2 separate regions of the Hordeum vulgare genome follow, and region 2 is linked to region 1. Evidence: chromatin contacts called from public Hi-C data. All regions are on one chromosome and are shown on one strand. The core of a region is the stretch at or near the end of the contact, and the rest is flanking DNA. Distances in the headings are between cores, read along the strand shown. Region 1 holds the start of LOC123413304 (protein argonaute PNH1). Region 2 holds the start of LOC123409742 (probable protein phosphatase 2C 57).

Region 1 (5,197 bases), core at 1,199-3,698:
TCAGCTAACCATCGATGACATAGAAGAAGAGGAAGAAGAAGAGACGACACAGGAGCATGAGGTAGATATTGATGCTCCACAACCGTCACAGCTGTCACAGTCCAGGAAGAAGAAGACGCCACGTGCGGCAAGAAAGAAGAGATTAAATTTTCGATTTCGTAGTCCGGAGTATAATCGTAAGAATTTGCCTAAGGGGATGCGGTATATTGAAGAAGAGGAAGACGAGGAAGAGGAAGAGGAGGAAGATATAGAAGAGGAAGAGGCAGAGGGAGAAGAGGAGTCTATCAAAGAAGAGGAGGAGGAAGTGCCTACGAGAAAGGGCAAAACCACGAAGAGAGGAAGAAGGAAGTGAAGTGAAGTGCACTTGATATGCTATCTTTAATTTGTGAACCTGTCGTGAAGTGAACTTGTCGTGTAGTGAACACCTATGTTATCTTGAATTCTTGAAGTTGTCATGTAGTGAACACCTTGTGTTATCTTAAATTCGTAAACATGTCATGAAATGAAATGAAGTGCACCTGTTATGTTAACTTTAATTTGTGTACTTGTTATGAATGATAAAGATTACATAGTTGGAATGATAAAGATTGCATAGTTCAAATGATAAAGATTACATAGTTGGAATGATAAAGATTGCATAGTTGAAATGATAAAGATTGCATAGTTCAAATGATAAAGATTACATATTTGAAATGATAAAGATTGCATAGTTCAAATGATAAAGATTGCATAGTTCAAATGATAAAGATTACATAACAGGCTGATGGATACATGTCATTGTAGTTCCAAATGACAAAGATTACATAGGCTAATTGTCGTTAGGTCCAGAATTGCAGCAAATGACATCATTTTTTTCTTTGACCCATGCCCGATGAGAAGCCTGCTTCGGCAGTGGCGAAAAAGATTGCCTCACTAACCAATCAATGACCTGGCCATGGTTATGAATGTTAAACTGTTGATGTTCTTCCCTTGTTGCACACAATGCAACTTGCATTGCAAGATCACGCCGATAATCTTTTTCCCTCTTCTTCAGCTTCTTGATCTCGCTCTTTTTTTATCGATTATTCTTTTGACAACGTCTTTAGTGAACAGTAGTTTGAAAAGGCTCTACACGCCGCATTCAACGCATCAACGACTGCCACCCAGTAGGTCATTTTTTTCTCAATAAATTCGCGTTCACGCTTCGTCGCCGCCTCAGCAGAAGCCTCAACGTAAATGAACGGTCTCATCCTGTATTTCAAAAAATGACTACTCAATATACACTAACTACTCAATACACACTAAATTTAGTTAGGGTTTCTCTAAGATGTAAAAAAATGTAAGATGTACAAAATGTATCATAATAAGGATGTTCAACAAAAAAAATTGAATGAATCGGAGAAGAATACTACAAGGAACAATGTTTATGGACATATTTATGTTAGGGAATCACCTTCTTGCTCGGATTCGATGGGGTCTTGAGGGGAAGGAGATAGGAGGAGAGCAGAAATGAAGCAACAATGGTAGGGAAAAGTGAGTGTGGTGGGACCCACACCAATAGTCCTCCACATAGTCTAGTTGGGTTCAGGAGCCGGACGACATGGACCCTGGCGTCTGGGTGCGCACAAAAGAAACCAGCAGGTTTGCACTAAATTGGACATATGAGACGCCAGAGACCCTCGCGTCTGGGTGCGCACAACAGACACCAGTAGGTTTGCACTAAATTGGACTTATGACACGTCAGGGACCCTGACGTGTGGTCCTGGGCCAGACGTCAGGGACCCTGACGTCTGGTCCTGGGCCAGCCGCCAGGGACCCTGACGTCTGACCCCTTCGCCACGTCATCTGGTCAACGGCAGGCTGATCGACTGGGCCCAGCTAGACGTCAGGGACCCTGGCGTCTCCAGTGCAACCGAGACGACAGAGACGTTGGCGTCACGTAAAGAGGTCAATTTTAAACGTATTTTTAAACTAGGATCAGATATACGTTTTCTTTGCATTAAAGGTTAGAATTTTTTTTTTGACCTCGAGGTCACAGGCCGGCGATCGAATGGTTGCCCAACAGCAACACATATCTGTCCGGGTAAAAAAGAAAAAAACATTCGCAATTGTCTCCCGTATCTTCACCGTGTGTAGAAACGGTAAACTGACCGTACGTACGTACGTTCACCAAAGCCCAAAGGCCTTGCCTAAAGACGAGAGCGAAAAGAGAGAGAGAGAGAGAGAGCGAAACAGATTAATTTGGCAGGGCAGGGGTAAAAAGAGGCGGCCGGTCCGGTGTGCGTGAAAAGACGGCCGCCGCTTTGTGCTGTGCGTGCGCGAGCACTGCACTGGCGTCGGAGGGAGCTCCGCTTTAGTTTGGGCTAGGCCAGGCTGCGTGCGTTGCATGGCCCCGGCTTTGCTTTTTAGTTTTGCTTTTCCCCGGCTTTATATAAGCTCGCCACTCCTCGGGCGCTCCATGCCACCTTTGGACGAGATCTTGGCCTGCTGCTTATCCTCTGCTTACTTAGCCGTTGCTACCACGACTAGTACCGCTCTTGCCAAGGGAGGAAGCTTGGATAGCTAGGCGCCGTTGGGATTTCGAGCACGCTTCCCTCAGGCTTCTCTCATCAGGCTCAGGTACGCTATCTTCCGGTGGCTGCTGCTCACATCTTCTGATCTTACTTTACGTCTTATTGTGTGTACGCTCCTTCAAGCTATAATGTACTGTGCTGTACTACACCAGATACTGGTAGTAGAGAGTGGCGTAGCCAGCAAAGATCCATAGTGGAGTGGCACTGTGCATGGTACACTGATCTGCAGCTGCACATTCATTCATCCATTCATCCAGCATGCATCCGCGCACATCACATTTTGCCGGGGATTCGCTTGGACGCTGGTTGATTTCCGTCGGGCCCCTTGCGTTCCCTTCCTTTTGATGCCTTGCGGTCTCGGCCGGGTCCGTCGGCGGCGCTTTTGAGGCGGAGCGATCGAGCGCGTCCGGCCGCATGCATGCATGCATGGCCTGCAACAGCAAGAGAGGGGAAACCGGCTTTGCCGTCGCCGCCTAGCTGCGCGGCCATGGCGTGAAGCCAAAACGCACAGAGCTTTGCACTGTGGAGATCCCAGTCACACATCACCGCCATGTACGCTCGCAGTCGCACGTCTCTTCTGCATGCTCTCTCTCTCCCTCTCTCTCTTCAGTCTCTCTTTCTCTCTCTCTCTCTGTGCCGGCCGGCCATTAAATGGATGCATGCATGCATGCGATTGCGAGCCTCTTCTTCAAACTTGGGTAGAACAACTCATGATTGCGTCGCTTGTAGGCATCCTGCTCGTCGTCTTCTCCGGCCTGCCCTTCTACTTCTTGCCTCCGCGATAGGGCACCCTAGGCTGATTCTCTAGTCCTTTCGCTTCCACATGGAAGCAGTCTTCATCTACTTGTCCTGCCATGATAACACACCGTACCATCGACGAAAAATAATCTTCGAGCCTGGCATGTTACATGTGGCTAGCTAGCTACTGAGTGGACACCACGTAGGATAATGAGTGGACGCCGTATCTCTCATTATTTGTTCTAGTACTACTACCACTTATACTTTCTTCAGTTTACCAACTCCAGCTCACGTGAGGTCATTTTTTCGTTTTGCTGCAAAAACAACGCAAGTTTACGGGGGGCGAGTGGGCGACAGCATAGATGAACAGCATCTATCACCGTTTAGAAAGAAAGATAAATGAAGTGTTAAAGCAAACAAGTCTCTTCCATCTCACTTTTATCGACGACGGCAGTAAAAAAATAGAACATCTACTAACTTTCATGGGTCCGTGCCGAAAGCCTCTTTCGGCAGAGGCAGAGCATATGCCACCTTTTCTTTTCTTTTCACCCATCGACCAGGGGTAAAAAGGATACTCCTAGATAGATAGATAGATAGACGGGGTAGCCAGCAGGTCTGTAGAGTGACTCAGCGGGTGGCCCTGCACGTCGCCCGTCCATCCATCCGTCCGTCCGTCCGTGTGTAGGGAGGGAGGACGCCGGTGTCACCTCACCGGCGCGGTACGTTCGATCCGATGACTCCGGCAGGGAAGGGAAGAGGGCGGGGTGGCGGTGGCGCCCCGCCGGGCGACCGACGTGACGGGCGGATTTTACGTGCACGGGGCGTGCTGCCCGTACGGCCGCGGCAGGCAGGCGCGGCTGCCGGCCCCACCGCGTGCGTCAGCCACTCTGCTTGGCATCAAAGACGCGCGTGCCCGCTGCTCTGCCGCCGGGCTTGTGCGCGCCGCTGCTACACGCCTCCCACTTTTATGCGTGCAAGCTCGGTGTTCGTGGGGGTACCTTTTTACCCCAAACGGGGCGTTGCACCAGCGGGGTTTCATAAATTGAAAATAAAATATAACAAAGTTTACAAGCTCAATAAAAAATAAATTATCTACAAAATACACCTATTGATTGCCAACATGATTTCACATATGCTCAACCAAATTATCTTGCAAACTGAATATGGGTTTTTATATCATCAATTTCATGTTAAAATTGGGTGAACTGTGCAAACCATGCCGCTTCTCCGCCATGCTAAGGCACCACATTGTCACCCTGAAATTCAAACCCTTGATCGTGCACACGTTCTAGGCGCTCATCCTCTACGATCATATTGTGCATGATCACACAAATAGTCATCACTTGCCACAACATATTGGTGCTCTAAGTTCTAGCAGGATACCGAACTATGCCCCATCGAGATTGCAGAACAACGAAGGCACACTCGACATCCTTCCTTGCACTCTCTTGCTCTTGGGAAAATCTTTTCCTCTTCTCCAACAGGTTTGAAGATTATCCTCACAATAGTGGTCCACTGTCGATAGATTTCGTCAGCTAGATAGTATCATTTGTTCTAGTTGTGACAGTTAATGTTAACATTGACCGGCAGGCTGTTGCCTTCGGCAAGCTTTGCAAACACCGGCGATCGTTGAAGCACGTTGATATTATTGTGCGATCCGGTCATGCTAAAGAAACAATGTCAGATTCAGAGATCTTGAGAGGTCACGACCTCAAGTATGACAGTGCAAGCCTTGGCATGACCCTTGTAATGGCCTTACCAAGCAGAAGGCCAGTTATTTCATACCCAATGAATGTAGTCTATTAGAAAATATTTTGAAATAAACTTGAACTTTTATTATAGTTGAAAAAAGATTCCACAAAAGGAAAAACCGCGTTGACTCTTTTCGGAAAATCAACATTTTCGAT
Region 2 (5,197 bases), core at 744-3,243, 350 kb before region 1:
GTCTGCGAGGAGCGGGTGCATGAGGGGGCTAGTGACGGTAGATCCGGGCGAGGGGGGTCCATTTCCGGTGTCGAGGGGGCTCGTCGGTGCTTGGTCCACGAGATCTGACTAAGTACAACTCGGGTGCGGCCTCTTTCATGGCGGCTTCCTGCTGAACCAAAGAGACACAGAGATCAGGGCGAGGGTGAGAAGAATAAGGAGGTCGTCGTCGAGGTTCGATGCGGGTCGTCAGTGACGGCCTGATCGCCGGAGTGACGGGGTTAGGCGAGACCATCGGGCAGGGGCGGGCAGAGGAGCGCGACAACTCGAGCTGCAGATCGGGAGCTGCGGGCGACGGGGGAGTTGCGACGTGGCTGCGGGCTCATGGGCAGTTGCGGTGGTGGTTCGGGCCCGGGAGGGCCAGATATGGGCCCCGCAACCCTAGCATGAGGTGGGAGCTTCGGAGGTGGGAGCATACCCAAAATCACTAATTAGGGAGTACTACTTTCAAATGTCACTCATCACTCCCGGTTGCGATAAATGGCACACTGCATGTGTGCCACTTGTCGCAACCCGGGAATCTCCCTTTTTTTGTAGATTCGTATTTTTAAAACATTTTATCTCCTAAACCATGTGTCCAAATCTCGAACCGTTTTCACCGTTGAATTTCTTGCGTCGAGATCTTCAAAAATAGATCCCACGTTGATAGGTTTTGATGAAAAAAATTCATGAAAAAACCGGACCAAAAAAAGTGCCTCTCGCGATAGGAAAAGAACTAAAAACACGTATTCTGCGTTTTCTCCTTTCCGTGAGGCACGGGCGTGCCTCTCACGAAAGCAAAATCGTGCCTCTTGCGAAAGCAAAACCGTGCCTCTCACAAAAAATACGTTTTTGCCTTTCCGAGTGGCACGGGCGTGCCTCTCACGAAGGCAAAAACGTGCCTCTCGCGAAAAAACATGTTTCCCCTTTCCGAGAGCGCGTGCCTCTCACGAAGGTAAGAACCGTGCCTCTCGCGGAAGGAAAAGCGTGCCCCTCATGGAAAAAAATAGAAAATACATTTTTTTATGACCATTTCGTGAATAAATTAAATTATTCCTCACCCGAGGTAATTTTACGACCATTTCGTGAATAAATTAAATTTAAAATGCAAATAGATACGTTTATATTGATTCATTACGAAAAATTAGACATAAGAAAACAAAAATATAGGCCATAAGACCAGAAAAATCACATTTTATGTATAATTTGCACTACATTTTTATGTTTGTAATTTTACGTGAAATAAAATATTTTTTACGATGACTATGTATTTTTTTTACGATCTTTTTTTCCGTATGAGATAAGATTAAAATTTCAGAAACGTAAATTTACGGTGTATCGATATAAAAATAAAGATGGGTGAAAAATAAATATTTTTCACCTAAGATGACGAATAGCGCGACCCTGAAACTCTATTCATAAAAAGTGCCCAGTCTCTAGTCCAGACACGTTCCAAGATGAGCTGCATGGCTATATTTAGATCGTCTCATGTCTCGTTCATGACGGGCTGCATGCCCTAACACAGTCTATTTAGATCGTGCTTGGTTAACCCGATCTATTTGGTCAGCTATAGGTGAGAGGTGGCGGGTGGAGGCGGGGATCCCTAGGTGGTCTAGTTTTTCTGAAAATGAACGTGGAGACGTCCATTTATTGGCAAGGATGAGCAGCGATGAGCACCGGACCGGAGGAAGTAGCATAAAATAAAATAAAAATCACAAGGATTGATTTTCAATTATTTTGTTTTCAAACTTTCTTGGTCAAAGTCCCGACCCTCAAACAAAACTCCCTTCGTCCCACGTGTCGCGGTCGGGCCGCGCTCGCAGCACCGACCCACGGGAGCACCCACACCGGATCACGTGGCCCGCAAAATTAACCGCGATCTGAGTTTATTAACCACCGCCAAATTTACCGTACTACCCCTCCCCTGCTCCTCCACTGATATTTTTCTCTGGACGGCCAGCGGGTACTGTTCACACTCCACAGTGCTCCGTACTGATCTACTGATGCTGGCGGCAGCGGCGCCGCTCCAAGTCCAAACCCTAACCCTAGCACTCTCCGACTCGATCCGAGGCCACGAGGCTCCCCGCGGCGGCGATGGAGGAGCTTAGGCTCGGCAGCGGCGGCGGCGGCGGCGGCAGGGGTAAGCCGCCGATCCCGTCGTCAGCCTCGGCGAGGAAGCCGGTGCTGTCACGGCACGCATCCTTTGTAAGTAACAACGCCTCAGCATCTCGAATCTCGGCGCGCTTAGCTTGGTTGCTCGTGTGAACTGTGCCGAAAGCGAGAGCTTTACGTTGCGCCCCGCCTGATTCCTGCTCAATGTTTGCTGTGCGGCGCGATTCCTTCGCTTCAAGGTGAGCTGTTTGCGCTGAGGAGCTAGAGCTTGCACCGTTATGATGGAAACTTCTGCTGTGCATCTTGGAGGTGGGGAGAGAGGGGAATGCATCTTTTTTCTGTAATTTGCTTGGTGGTACATACATGTTGTACTAGAGTACTAGCAACCTGCAGTGGCCAATGGGTTGTTTAGATCCGTGCGGTTAATGTGGATGCAGGTTATCGGGAGACTAGAAGGCCGTATTAGATGCTTGATGCTTGTACTCAGGTTGTCTTTCGAAAAGTCTGCGTTGGGTCCTATGAAATCATTGACTGCATCAACTGGATGTAGTACTAGATATGCAGAGTGTTCAGAATGTTCGTGTAAACTAGAAAGCCGTTTTAGATGCGTATGGTCAGGTGGTATTTTGAAAAGACTGTCTTGGTTCTGTGAAATGATTGATGTGCAGAGTTTTCAGAATGTTCGTGTTAACTAGATTAGTCCCATGTGCTGCCGTGGTATTTTTATGGGATGTTGGGCGATGTAGCTTTGTGAACATGATACATTATTCATCTCGAAGGGCGTATCTTCCTGGAAAAGTTGCAATCTGGTAATCTGGAAATTATGTGTCATGGAAGTCTCTTAACTTTTTGTGTACTTGCCATGCCCTGTTCTGACCTCATGTCCTCTGAACATTATTCAAACAAGTTAGTGCTAGAGAAGGTATTCTCGTGCTTCTTTGAAATAGTAATTGGCAAACTGCAGTGTGAAAACTCCTAAAGCCTCTTTTCATGTTTTAAGGAATTTGCAAAACGGTAATGTGACTTAATCTCATCACCATGTTCCCTTTTTTTGGTTCTCATCTTATTTCTCTACGACGGCTTTGGTTTGGGTTATTGAAAAATTGAAGTCCCTAGTTCTGTCAGATTGAACATTGCTTTCTTGATAGAGGCGAAAACAAAGGTGGTGTATGCATCATGTTTAGCTTTCCTTCTCGATGTTACAGTACAAACAGATATATTTGTCTTTCTACTAATCTATAGCATGTACGAGCTGAGACCAGAACATCACTGCTTGGAAGGAATTTTTAGAAGCAAAACATTGTACTATGATAGGGAAGGGGATTGGTCCTTCACGTACTCTTATGATAGAGAAAATATTATCAGGTCTCACTGGTTTCACATGGTACTATGATAGGGAAGGGGATTGGTCCTTCCACAACTCTTATGCTTATTTGATGATGTAGTGTAGTGGGGTTTATGTTTTGCTTGGTGGGATCAACCTTATCAGCAAGGTTCTGGAGTAAAGAGCTAGCCATAGCTGTTGTATACCTTTTGTGGACCCTAGTCGCTAAGTGATTCACTGATGGCCAAATGTTCTGCTATAGCAGTGATGACGGCTATAGTGTCAACTAGCTCTGCTATTTTTTATCTTATAGCTAGCGATCACTTTGCTGTACCATATAAGTACTTCTACCAATAGAACATGCTAATTTTTAAAATCAACTGCATTGAATGGCCTCAATGCATGTACTGACAGTAAAGTATGAAAAAACCTATCAAAAGATCTCAATATCCTCCTTCTCAACACTCCAACATCCACACTTTATGATTGAATACTTACTGAGACGAAGATTGTGCTCTGGACTTCTGGTTATGGACTTTTGCATCAAGACTTGTCTTATATGACTCAATGTGGTATGCGTAAAGCATAATTATTATTGTTCCTATTTTATATTAAAATGCAATAAGTAGCTTTTGCAAGATCTTCCAATAGTTTAGCTTGCCGCTAGGATCTCGCCGTGAAAAAAGCGATTTAAAACCTTACTTATAAGTATCTGCATGATATGGTATAGACAATTAGCTTCAATGCTTCCACCACTTCATAATAAAATATCATGCAATATGTTGTAACTTCTATATGTTTTTGATAAGGTTATCTTATTATCTTACATGGCTTCAATTCACAGGTGAGGCCCCCTTTGAACAATACAAAATCTGAAACTGAGAGAACTTTTGAAAGCACAGATGTTGAGTATACCCCAGTTGTACGGTCTGGAGGCTGGGCCGATATTGGGTCAAGGAGCGCAATGGAGGATGTCTACATTTGCTGTGACAATTTCCTGCAAGATTTTGGACCTGAAAACTGTGAAGAAGGGCCCAGTTCGTTTTATGGGGTATGATTTTATTCCAATAAGTCTGTCAAATTTTCTCCCTTTTTTTGGAAACCGGAAAGAACTGTTTTAAACGAAGTGATCACACTGCCACAAGAAGGGCAACTGTGATTGAATTTTCTGTCTTGATGTTTGTAATAATCGTCAGCAAATTTTACTCATTTCATGATTGATGGACATCATGAACTCTCTACTGATAGAGTACATTTGTACACCTGACAGGCACTTTCTGTGTATGTACTGTTCACACGATTTTAATGTTTTAGGTTTTTGATGGGCATGGTGGAAAGCATGCTGCGGACTTTGTGTGCAGCAATTTGCCAAGGTTCATCGTTGAGGGTGATGGTTTTCCGGGGGAGATAGAGAAAGCTGTCTCCTCAGCATTCTTACAGACTGATGCTGCTTTTGCAGATGCTTGCTCTGTGAACTCCTCTCTTGCATCTGGCACGACTGCGCTTGCTGCACTCATAATTGGGAGGTATTGCCCTAACTTGTGCAACTTTAAGCCTTGTAGTAAGTTATTCTGTAGCATTACTGTTTAGATACTTGATACAGTGTTTTGTAACTACTTATTCCTCCTTACGGCCTTATGGTTCCTGCTTAGTTATCTGTTTGAATAAATTCTTCTATATATGCAGTCTACACTCCATTTTCCCACATATATTAGTTTTTTCTTTGGCAACGACAAGTTCATG

Evidence for each region. A called contact is a pair of places that touch in the nucleus more often than the background predicts.
Region 2: a contact with region 1 is called in a Hi-C map of leaf, with 3 times the contacts expected there. The contact joins the promoter of LOC123409742 here to the promoter of LOC123413304 in region 1. A contact is called at or near these places in 5 of 6 Hi-C or Micro-C datasets (leaf, seedling and an unstated tissue) and 1 of 1 datasets of contacts at active chromatin or transcription factors (embryo).

The regions. Positions count from the first base shown.
Region 1 is chr7H:493,156,429-493,161,625 of MorexV3_pseudomolecules_assembly, reverse strand. It overlaps LOC123413304 (protein argonaute PNH1), which reads left to right and starts at 2,448. Exons shown (of 23, transcript XM_045106247.1): 1 at 2,448-2,598.
Region 2 is chr7H:493,507,167-493,512,363 of MorexV3_pseudomolecules_assembly, reverse strand. LOC123409742 (probable protein phosphatase 2C 57) reads left to right here and starts at 1,993. Exons shown (of 4, transcript XM_045102603.1): 1 at 1,993-2,223; 2 at 4,299-4,505; 3 at 4,769-4,980. The coding sequence starts at 2,113.